Regions from separate parts of the Mus musculus genome. Here regions 1 and 2 are each linked to region 3. The links are chromatin contacts, called in public Hi-C and HiChIP or PLAC-seq maps. All regions are on one chromosome and are shown on one strand. Each heading gives the region's core, a stretch centred on a gene start, on an enhancer-like site or on the middle of the called end of the contact. The rest is flanking DNA. Distances are from core to core; before and after follow the strand shown. Region 1 has its middle 34 kb from the start of Mir5103. Region 2 holds the start of Ccdc115 (coiled-coil domain containing 115). Region 3 overlaps Dst (dystonin).

Region 1 (3,586 bases), core at 325-2,824, 180 kb before region 3:
CTGGAATCAATCCTCTTCAGTCTCTATATCTCTTACTGTACCCAGAAGTCTCTCTTTTCCGTTTCGCTAGCCCTGGCCATGTGCAGTCTGTTTCTCTTTCTGTCTGTTCCAGACTCTTCCAGATAGCTCTGGTCTCCCCCACCCCCAACCCTCTTTGATTGCTCTTGCTCTCTTGATCTCTCTGCTATCCACAATAAAATTCTCTCTCATTTTAGTGGGTCCTTTATTCCTCCTCTTGAACTGTAATTTATATTGTGGGAGCTGTCTCCTTATTCTGTAGTATTACCAGCTTCTGAATGTCTTAGAAGGTGTGTGCTCAGATGGGAATATGTGGGATTCCTCTGAGGGGCCAGCCAGGCCTGTGAGTTAGATATTTGGTAACATTTCTCAGCTTAGACTCCCTTAGGACAGTTTGGGTGTGGCAATGTTTACGGGACATGTCAATCTGAATGTGTTTCCAGATACCTCTGGTCTCCCCCACCAGAGTGTAGAATGCCTGATTCTTGCCTATTAAAAGTCCAATTAAGATAATCCAACATTTCCTAGGCAAATGGATGGACATGGAGGGTATCATTCTGAGTGAGGTAACTCAATCACAAAAGAACTCACACGATATGCACTTACTGATAAGTGGACATTAGCCCAGAAACTTAGAATACCCAAGATATAATTTGCAAAACACATGAAACTCAAGAATAAGGAAGACCAAAGTGTGGATACTTCGTCCTTCCTTAGAATGGGGAACAAAATACCCATGGAAGGAGTTACAGAGACAAAGTTTGGAGCTAAGATGAAGAGACGGACCATCCAGAAACTGCCCCATGTGAGGATCCATCCTATCATCAGCCACCAAACTCAGACACTATTGCATATGCCAGCAAGATTTTGCTGAAAGGACCCTTATATAGCTGTCTCTTGTGAGGCTATTCCTGTGCCTGGCAAATACAGAAGTGGATGCTCACAGTCAGCTATTGAATGGAACACAGGGCCCTCAATGGAGGAGCTAGAGAAAGTACCCAAGGAGCTGAAGGGGTCTGCAACCCAATAGGTGGAACAACAATATGAACTAACCAGTACCGCCAGAGCTCATGTCTCTTGCTGCATATGTAGCAGAGGATGGCCTAGTCGGCCATCATTGGGAAGAGAGGCCCCTTGGTCTAGCAAACTTTATATGCCCCAGTACAGGGGGCTGCCAGGGCCAAGAAGTAGGAGTGGGTGGGTAGGAGAGCAGGGCAGGGGGAGGGTATAGGGGACTTTCAGGATAGCATTTGAAATGTAAATGAAGAAAATATCTAATAAAAAATTGGGAATCAAAAGAAATTAAAGCAAAGACAAAAGCCAGAAAAAAAAATAAGATAATCCAACATGCTTTCATAAATGTCTCCTGCCCCTTACTAAACTATTCCACCCTGGAACAATCACTTCAGGACCCTGAGCAACTCTGATTTGAAAACAAAACTGTCTGTGTTGGTAGTAGGTGAGAACTCAGAACATCTAGACAGTTGGAAGGGAGCATAATTTGAACTGGACTGTCTTGGGCTGACTCAGACTCTTACTGGACAGCAGATCTGAACGCTGACGTAATCAGTCACAGTAAATAGGTTGGCTGCCAAGATAAACGTATTATCATTGTGTGTTTATGCTAGAGTGGAAAAACACATTTCTGTCTTTGAAGGAGTATGTTTCCCTCCCAGTTGTCTCTGGAGTTAGCGATGGGTAGCAATTTAGTTGTCCAGACCCTCATTAATGCTAAATTCTTTCTAATTGGCAGAGGCAGCCATTGAGATGGAACTAATGTGTCCTGGCAGATGCAGCAGTATCAGGTGCCGTAAATGAGAACTCTGGAGCAAAGGCAGATGAGCATCCAAAGCCGCAGGGGCGCCCTTACCTCTGTGGAAACAAACAGCTTCTGTCCCTAGCACACAGTGACATTTCACAGATAGCATTTCCAAGGGCCACTTTCTCCAGGATGTTGTTCACAGATAAACGGAGTTTCTCTGGCTAGAAAGAAGACTGTGTGCTGGACCCTTTGGGGAGACCCCTCCCAAAAATCCGACTTATCTCCATCCTTAGCAGCACACAGGACGTTGGTGAACAGGGCTTTAGGCAGCTGCTTTCCCATTGCAAGTCCCTGCTGCATCTCACAGCGGGAGTTTGGTACCCTGACCTCCCTGCTGCCTTAGGTCTGCAGTTTGCTTTTCTCTGAGTAAAGACAACATATCAAGGGGAGTTTCCATCCTACCTGGTTTGTTAGCTCTGATCTTTCTCTAAAGAGCTCAGAAAGAAAATATCCAGACCCTGAGATGATCTTTTCTCTTATGCAGAGTACGTAGTCTCTATTATGGGATTATAAAGTGGGATTATAGAAGTTTCCGGAAAATGTTCTGGTCTCCGTTTTTGTTCCTGAGGCTCTGGTGAACTGAACTCTGTAGGAACTTCATGGAGATATGTAAAGTCCTTTTCCCAGTAGAGGACACTGAAGTGCTTCCCCAGAACTGAGCTTCACGGTTCTCAAAGTGTCTAAAATCAAGGCAGCTGCCTCCTATGAATCCCCAATTATCAGACATTAAAATTGTTACGTTTCAAACCCCAATGGCTGAGGTGCCTGTTTAACATATCAAAGTAGACCTGACTGCCAGGTTCTCAACATGGCCCAGTCCCTACCTGTTATAGGGTACAGCTGTCCCCTACTCCTGAACTCTCCAGCCCAGGGGTTGGGCTGTCCTTCCCGCAAAGGCTCTTCCATATATCATCCAGATGGTTTAGTTACCTGCCCCTTTTTAACCTTTGACCTTTTGGCTGCTTCACCTGCCCCTCTCTTCCTTCTCCCTTGCCCTCTACTTCTGCTTACATGGCCCAACGCAGCCTGGTCACGTCCACTCTGGGCTCTTCCAGATGTGTCTGCCTCTGGCTATGTTCTCCCTTTTATCTACAAAAAACTTTCTCCTCCTCCACATTTAGAAACAGTCATGTTCTTGGGTTTTTTTTTTTTTTTTAATTTCTTTTTTTCATTTTGAAGTAACAGGGGTAAAAGCAATTACTACTCCCTACCCATCTCTCCCTGCGGTCCTCAAGTCTCAGTCTTCGAGAGCTGTCTTGACCCAGACGATTCATCAGAGATAAGCCCTTTCTTTCTCATCATTACTTTTCCTCATCTAAAAACTTATATGCTAGAGTCCTCAGGTGAGTCAGGGTTTTGTTTTCTTCTCTGATAAATCCTTGATTTTAAGTCAGCAGAAAGTTTATTCTCTAAAGAATAGCATAATTTATTTTCTGGTGCAAACTTACCCCTGAATATCTTGTTTCTTGGTTATTTGTGCATGAGAGTATGCACTCACCTGCATATGTGTGCGTGTGCGTGCCCGTGTGTGTGCCTGTGTGTGTGTGTTTTATTTGTTTTCTTGAGACAAGATATCCTTGGCGCAGGCTGGCCAACTTGCCATCCTCCTGCCCCTCACACTTAATCTTAATCTCAATCTTAATCTCAAATGTATTCCTAATAGTCTCACGTTCTAAACCAGAAGACTGTGAGACATAAGGCCGTGGGTTCCAGTGCAGCACTTGATTCTCCTCATAATTCAATAGT
Region 2 (3,408 bases), core at 195-2,694, 220 kb before region 3:
TTGAGTCAGGCTGGGGACAGAATCCAGAGCCTCCTTCATGTTAGGAAGCACTCTCTAACAACTGTGGTACAATCCCAGCCCTAACATTATGCTTCTTAACTCAAAAAAACGTTACATGACACACATATACTTTATAGTCCTAAATTACAGGAACGGAATTTAATTACTGGCACCAGGGATATTGTACTATCAATCAGGCGGGAGACATGAAGTTCCTTAGATACAAAAGCAAAATAGGGATAAATAGAACATTTCCAATTAAGCTCTGTGATAGAGGATCTTCATTTATTAGGGCAAATGAAAATGTGAATTAATGTAAGGCAAAGTTTTAAACTAACCTGTAAAACGAATGTCAAATTCTAAATGGAAGAAGAATTAAAATGCAAGACAATTATAACAATCAATAACAGGTTTTTCTAATTTTGTTTTGAAGAAGACAACAAAAACAAATACCAAGGATTCTTGCAGACCCATTCCCTAAGATGGGAATCAATTAGATGAGGCAAAGGTTTTTTGTTGGTTTGTTGCTTGATTTGGTTTGGTTTTTGGTTTTTCGAGACAGGGATTCTCTGTTTTAGCTCTGGCTGTACTGGAACTCATTATGTAGACCAGGCTGGCTTCGAACTCGGGGATCGGCCTGTCTCTGCCTCTCGAGGGCTGGGATTGAAACCGTGCGCCGCCGCCACCCGACAGAGGCAATGTTTTAAAACTAAATAAAAACTAGATATTCTGTAAGCAAAACTGGCAATCAACCTGTAGACATGGGCAACTGTAGCATAAACGGCCATACTATCACATGGTGGGATCATTCAGAAACCAGTGAGCAGTGAGGTCCTACCTAACGAGCAGAGAAAGGAAAGATGACCAGCCACCCTGATACAAATACATTAAGTTCAAATGCGTTTACACCTCCGTGTAGTATGCTCGAGCAAGGACTTGTAACCCACCAGCACAGGGAGGCCTTACCTTCTAGAGCACGCTTGACTCGCTCCTTCTTCTCCTGAACGGATCGCTGCGCCTCCTCCCGGGCTTTGCGGTACAGGTACTCGCGGCGCAGGCGAGCCTCCCGACGGAGCTAGAGAACACACAGGGTCACCATCCACTTCGGAGCACCGAGGACCACAACTCAGCCCTCCCGTAGTCCCCTTCTTTCCCGCTAAACCAGAACAGGAAATCAAAACATCCTACCATGATGAGCGCCGCTCCCTCACGAGTCCCAACTCTTCTGGCGCTGCTGGCACCACGCAGTGATCACTTCCGCCCTCAACCAAAAAGGCCTTTAGAGGCTTCACTCGATTCCACTGCCGGTCAGAGTGCCCCATCTTAAGATGGCGAATGGAGGAGGGCGTCGCAAGGTGATTGGTCAGACGGGCAACCAATTAATTACCCGGATTTGGGATGTCACGTGGTCTAAGACCGTCCTGATTAGTTAGTCCGTCTGCGGCTTCACCGGTGCTTGAGCTGGTCAGGCAGCAGGCTAGCGAAGAGTAAAAGCAGGAACTGTGCGCATGGCTTCCTAGATTCAAGTTAAGGTCCGACTTTTGGTAGCCATCGGATTCGAGAAGTATCCCGCTCCAGGCGCTAATCCGCGTCCTGGCTGGTGACAGGGATCACCCGGAAGTTGAAGCCTTTGACTTCCGGGTCACGATTAGTACTGCCCCCCTAAGGGCGGATCTTGAGCGCTTATTGGCTGTCATGCACATGGCCGCGCAGTGATTCGGCGGCTTGGAAGGAAGTGGCTCCGCCCATCCGCGCGTGTCCCAAGACTGGCTGGGCCATGGCGGTCCAGGCTCTGCGAGAGGAGTTGGACTCCAAGTGCCTACAGCTGCTCAGTGACCTGGAGGAACTGGAGGCGAAGCGGGCGGCGCTGAACGCCAGGGTGGAGGAGGTGGGCCACGGGGAATGGAAGGAGGGATAGAAAGCGGGCACAGGGAGGGAAAACAGTCTCAAGTCTCTCCTGTCTCCCCAGGGTTGGCTCTCACTTGCCAAGGCTCGCTATGCCATGGGAGCCAAGTCGGTAGGACCCCTGCAGTATGCCTCGCGTATGGAGCCTCAGGTCTGCGTGCGTGCCAGGTGAGCGCCCCCCCCCCCCCCCCCCCTTGGAGAGTGGATGGGCAGGACCTAGGCCGGCGCGGCCAGAGATCCAACTTCCCTTTTTTTTTTTTTTTTTTTTTTTTTCCCAGCGAGGCCCAGGATGGACCCCAGACCTTCAGGGTGATCAAAGCTGACGCCCAGACCCCCGAGGAAGTGGGGCCTAGCGAAGCATGTAAGTCTCCTTTCCACCTGTCAGCCCTTACTCAGCGCTAAAGACAAAACTCATTGAACATTTAAGGAAATTGCTTCATTCGGAATCTGATTAATGGAGAGCGTCTGAGCTGGAGAGTTGAATGTCTGGGGGGCGGGGGTGTGGGAGGGTGGGGTTCTTATACTTTGATAGGTAGGGTTCAAGTAACAGGATAGGAGAGCCGCCCGAGGAGGTCTAAGGGAATGGGGTGTATTCCAAGCCTCCTTGACATAACATGGTTGGGTAAGAGGGTTAAAGGAATGTTGGCGTTTAAGCTGATTGGTTCACAGCATCTGGTCAAACCACAAGGAGGGACCACACATCTAAAAGGTGCATCTTCACCTGGGAACGAATCATGTTTTCTTAGCCCACCCCATTATTATCGACTGACCACAGCTATTACGTCTGTTTTGCAACTGCCAAGAATATTTCGGATTTTTGTTTGTTTGGTTGTTTTTTGCTTTTCATTTCGTTTTGTTTTTTGTTTTTTTCAGAACTCAAGGGTGGGAGCCAAGTCATTGTGAGGGCAGGTTAGCTTAAAATGGAGTCTGAGAACAAAATGGAGTTTGCTCTGGTACTTTAATCTCTACACAGTTAAAGGTGGACTCTTTTATAGTGGGATGAGTTTTGCATTCAAAGGAGCTCAACAGAACAGAAAATGTATATCCCTATATCTAGATGTTCCTTGGAAATAAACCTCCAATCCCAGTTAATCACTCCTGAAACAGCTTGGGGACATTTCATCACTTTTAGGTAAATTGGCAAAGTCAGTCGTAGTCTTGTTCTGGGTAAACAGAATTGTCTGTCCTGGAAGTCAGAATAGACAGAGTCAACTGGATTACAAAGGGGGGAGTGTTACTATTTCCAGACACAGGAGAAGGTTGGGGAAATAGCTAACCTCCAGTGTTTCTCAGAATCATGAACTTGGACTAAGCTCATTGTGGTCATGAGGACTGTATGGCCTTTCTTTCAGCTCTGCGCAGGCGCAAGGGCCCCACCAAGACCAAAGAGTTAGGATCTGCTGTAGTTCCTCAAGATCCCTTGAACTGGTTTGGAATTTTGGTTCCTCACAGTCTGCGGCAGGCCCAAGCCAGCTTCCGGGATGGTGAGTTTTAGGACTATTG
Region 3 (3,353 bases), core at 43-2,542:
GTCTGCCTCTGAACATTAGGAACACTTAAGTTGTTTCTAAGCTTACGGTGCCAAAAAGTGATGGGAAGAAGGTTTGAAATAACTACGGTGAAATAATTGAAAGTCAAGCCATTCCAAGGACCAACGGGATCCACTTCACACTGTGCACACTGCGGCTCCTACCTAGACATATCTAAACTTACCGAAACCTCCAAACGACAGAGTAAAGTAGGAAACTTACTTTCTTAGTCTTTTTATCTCACAAACTGAAGGAAATTCTGTACCTACGAGCAGTTTATACAAAGACAGGATAGGAGGGGAGGCCCCGTATTCCTTCAACACTGGCTTGAGAGAAGAAAGAAGAGCTGAGAAGACAGAAGCCCCAGAAGTGACCTCACAGAGGAGATGGGAGCCTGCCCTTTCCGGATGAATGCAAGAAAATCCGTGAGCATAAAGCGAATGAAAGAAAATAAACACTAATCAAAACATTACTCAGCGCATAGCATTTCATTACCAACTATGAACCTTCTTCATAAAAACAGCTGAATGACAGCTCTCAGAACAACACCCATGATTTTGAATACTTAGAGAAAAAAAAAAGATTCTGAAATGTTTAACGGAAATCCAAAAGCACACGAGACTCCTGGATGTTTTCTGAAGAACACTCCGTTGACCATGAAATTGGCCAAGCGGCCGTGAGCACCCGTGAGCCCGAGTGCGCGGATGGACTCACCCATCTCTGCCAGTGCCTGCTTCCAGGACTGGGCCTCGGGAGCCTCTGGGTTCTCTTCCAGAAGCTCTGATAGTTTGTCTTTTAATTCTTGCACTTTGTTTACATTTTGCTTCAGTTCTGCCTCAAATGACTAACAAGGAAAAAAAAAAAAAACAATAATTAACTACACAAAAAATATGGCATCAAAAGAGAAAAAGCATTTCTTCTCTGGAACTCTGGAATGACTCAGAAAGGACGCCCCCCTACACACACACACATACACACATCAAATGCTGGAGTGGGCAAGGACCTGGGTTATGTAGCTGATAATTCTTATTTTTTCCCCTTGACCATCTTCAATTGTGAGACACAGAAACCCCACAGAGGAACACTCTGTGGATGTAATGACTGCCGTCTGTAATTTCCTGCTTTCAAACGACGCTGGGCCAATGCAAGCTGCTCTCAGTGAGGTTAACTGAGAAGCAAATCAGCCCTGGTAAAGGCTTCCAGAATTTGAAACTCTACTCGAGATTCCACATGGCAGAATTCAAGTACGGGTTGGTAATTTGCCCAAATTTTTGTCATGGTGGTGAGAAACTACTTTCCTAATCTTGGCAGTACAGAAATGCTGTTAAAGAGGACGGTATTAGCCGTCCCGTTTTATAGTAGACAGGCCAGACACTTGATACATTTAGTCCATAACTAAATCTTTCCCAAAAGTTGATTACTTAATATCGCAGATTTAAGCTGATTTAAAGACGGCAAAGTTACTCATACCCTACAGTTTATTCCTTTTTATAATGTCAGAGGGCTGGAAAAGTGACAATTTGTTGCCCCAATGTGACTGATTTTAACAAAACAGTCATTATTTGATGAAGGTCTAGGGAGAAAACAGAACCGAGCTCATGGCCCCCAGGGCTGCTCTGGCTAAGTCCACTCAGTGCGCCTTCCTGCCCTGTACCCAGCCTACCTTGTTCTGCTCCACCTGCAACTTCACAGACTCAGTGTCTGCAGGTGTAGGTGTCTGGCGCCACCTGCTGGCCGTCTTGTTCATCTTCTCTAACCACTGCATCATTGCACTGGACTCTTCCTGAGCCTTTTGCAATTTGGAGAGCTTAGTGTTCAGTTCAACTATTTTATCCTTGAGTAAGAGGCCCAGGTCTTCGTAACTGTGGCTTATGTCAGTCATGTCCTTCTTAATAGATGTTAAACCTACGAGCAGGAAGAAAAGTACACGAATGCATGCTGAGGCTTTTGGAGAGGAGCGATAGCATTAGACTGATTGTACACAGCGTTTTCTTCTATTTTGACACTGTTAAGCCTGCTACGATGAACCACAGACTTTTTAGGATAGAAAGAAGAGGTCATACTGCAAGTTAATAACAAACAACTCAGGAGCATTGTGTAACTGTAAAACGTAAGAGGTAGCATGATGGAATTGTAAGCTTAAACATAACAGATTTCTTGGGTACCAAACAGCAAATGAACAGGAAGGAAATAAAACCAAGTCCCAAAGTGAAACACCAAAGGTTCATTTATCTCAGATGGACAGGTATATCAACATATTCATGGACATGGTGACCATTTCAACTCGAGTTTAAGATCTCAACAAAACTACTGCCCTCTAAAACATCAAACTCCATTAATCACTCGCCAGACAGGGTTACTAGTCACCTTTATTTGCCAAGAAATCCTGAGTATTTGTGTCTGTTCCTTCACCATTTAGTATTACTCCACCTGCAACAAAACAAAACAAAACAAAAAAAAAAAACAATGAACAAACAAAACAAACAATGAAGTGACTTTAGATTGCCCTAGTACTTCTACCTATAGACGGCATTAAAGGAACCGCCACTGCTCATTCGTACAAGTGACTCGGCGCCTCACTTTCGACTGTTCATAAGTTAATCAAAAGCTGATTCCCAAATTAAACAGCTAAGATGTTTTATGCTAACGTCATCTTATGATAAAGCTGGCGGTAAAGGTCCCCAGCACCTATGTATTAAAGAAAGCAGTGCAACTGAGAAGAAAATGTCTGCTCGGCCTAATGGCTGTGCATCACCTGTGGCCGCGTACACAACATAACCACAGGGCCAATGAAGGCAGAATGATTTAAAAAGAGACGAGGGAACCGTCTGAAGGTAAAAGCCAAAACAAACGTCTGTTTCTAAGTCCACATATGCTGACACAGAGAACACAGGGTGGGTAGTGCATGGACCTAGAGGACGCCTCTCCTGAATTTAGATGCCAGCTGTGCTAACTATCAGCTGTGTGCCTGAAGAGGAATGAATGAAGCTGATGGGTACCACGGCAGCTACCCTGTGAAAACGCCATGGGAACCACACATAGCTAACCCATTACCTACCAATCAGATCCTCCTGAGTGGGTCATAATAGCTATTTGTCCTATATTATCATAACTATCTGGGATTGGCATGTCTCCATAACCACAATGTTAATAAAATCCAACTTTCTCATGCTAGCACCCACTGGCTGCCTATCAAAGGAGAGAGATGCCCATGCAAGAGCAACCATAGAAACATTTAAACATCCGAATTCCTCCTCCCCCTCTCCCATGTGTGTGTGCGCGCGCATGCACATGTGCGTGTGCATGAGTGTACGCACAAGGCATTTTCCAAGGAACGGAAAGCATCCTAGACTCT

What was found. A called contact is a pair of places that touch in the nucleus more often than the background predicts. HiChIP or PLAC-seq counts read pairs in DNA pulled down with a chosen protein or histone mark.
Region 1: a contact with region 3 is called in a Hi-C map of muscle stem cells, with 4 times the contacts expected there. The contact joins two enhancer-like sites. A contact is called at or near these places in 22 of 39 promoter capture datasets (the 3T3-L1 cell line, 3T3-L1-derived adipocytes, the C10 cell line and 14 more), 7 of 15 datasets of contacts at CTCF or cohesin (the G1E-ER4 cell line, embryonic stem cells, hippocampal excitatory neurons and 4 more), 218 of 484 Hi-C or Micro-C datasets (the 3T3-L1 cell line, 3T3-L1-derived adipocytes, the 63-12 cell line and 125 more), 21 of 115 datasets of contacts at active chromatin or transcription factors (the 230-238 cell line, CD8 T cells, the NIH/3T3 cell line and 14 more) and 3 of 9 other capture datasets (adipose tissue, embryonic stem cells and embryonic tail).
Region 2: an H3K4me3 HiChIP or PLAC-seq map of neural tube shows a contact between it and region 3, with 4 times the contacts expected there. The contact joins the promoter of Ccdc115 here to the enhancer-like site in region 3. A contact is called at or near these places in 1 of 15 datasets of contacts at CTCF or cohesin (the NIH/3T3 cell line), 6 of 484 Hi-C or Micro-C datasets (the HL-1 cell line, bone marrow-derived macrophages, nephron progenitors and 2 more), 25 of 115 datasets of contacts at active chromatin or transcription factors (Th17 cells, astrocytes, bone marrow-derived macrophages and 16 more) and 5 of 9 other capture datasets (adipose tissue, embryonic stem cells, liver and 2 more).

The regions. Positions count from the first base shown.
Region 1 is chr1:34,397,864-34,401,449 of GRCm38.p6, reverse strand. No RefSeq gene overlaps it. Among named protein-coding and RNA genes, the nearest start is that of Mir5103, 34 kb to the left of the region's middle. Within about 2 kb of position 1,574, at least 24 of the 459 cell types and tissues checked have an H3K27ac peak or open chromatin away from gene starts, as enhancers often do. A contact at or near this core is called in muscle stem cells, where this site is marked.
Region 2 is chr1:34,437,708-34,441,115 of GRCm38.p6, reverse strand. Ccdc115 (coiled-coil domain containing 115) reads left to right here and starts at 1,444. Exons shown (of 5, transcript NM_027159.2): 1 at 1,444-1,888; 2 at 1,970-2,073; 3 at 2,184-2,266; 4 at 3,258-3,389. The coding sequence starts at 1,778. Imp4 (IMP4, U3 small nucleolar ribonucleoprotein) reads right to left here and starts at 1,287. Exons shown (of 9, transcript NM_178601.3): 1 at 1,189-1,287; 2 at 967-1,075. The coding sequence starts at 1,191.
Region 3 is chr1:34,216,885-34,220,237 of GRCm38.p6, reverse strand. Dst (dystonin) reads right to left here. Exons shown (of 103, transcript NM_001276764.1): 55 at 2,366-2,428; 56 at 1,662-1,903; 57 at 713-842. Among named protein-coding and RNA genes, the nearest start is that of Gm26788, 40 kb to the right of the region's middle. Within about 2 kb of position 1,292, at least 4 of the 459 cell types and tissues checked have an H3K27ac peak or open chromatin away from gene starts, as enhancers often do. A contact at or near this core is called in muscle stem cells and neural tube, where this site is marked.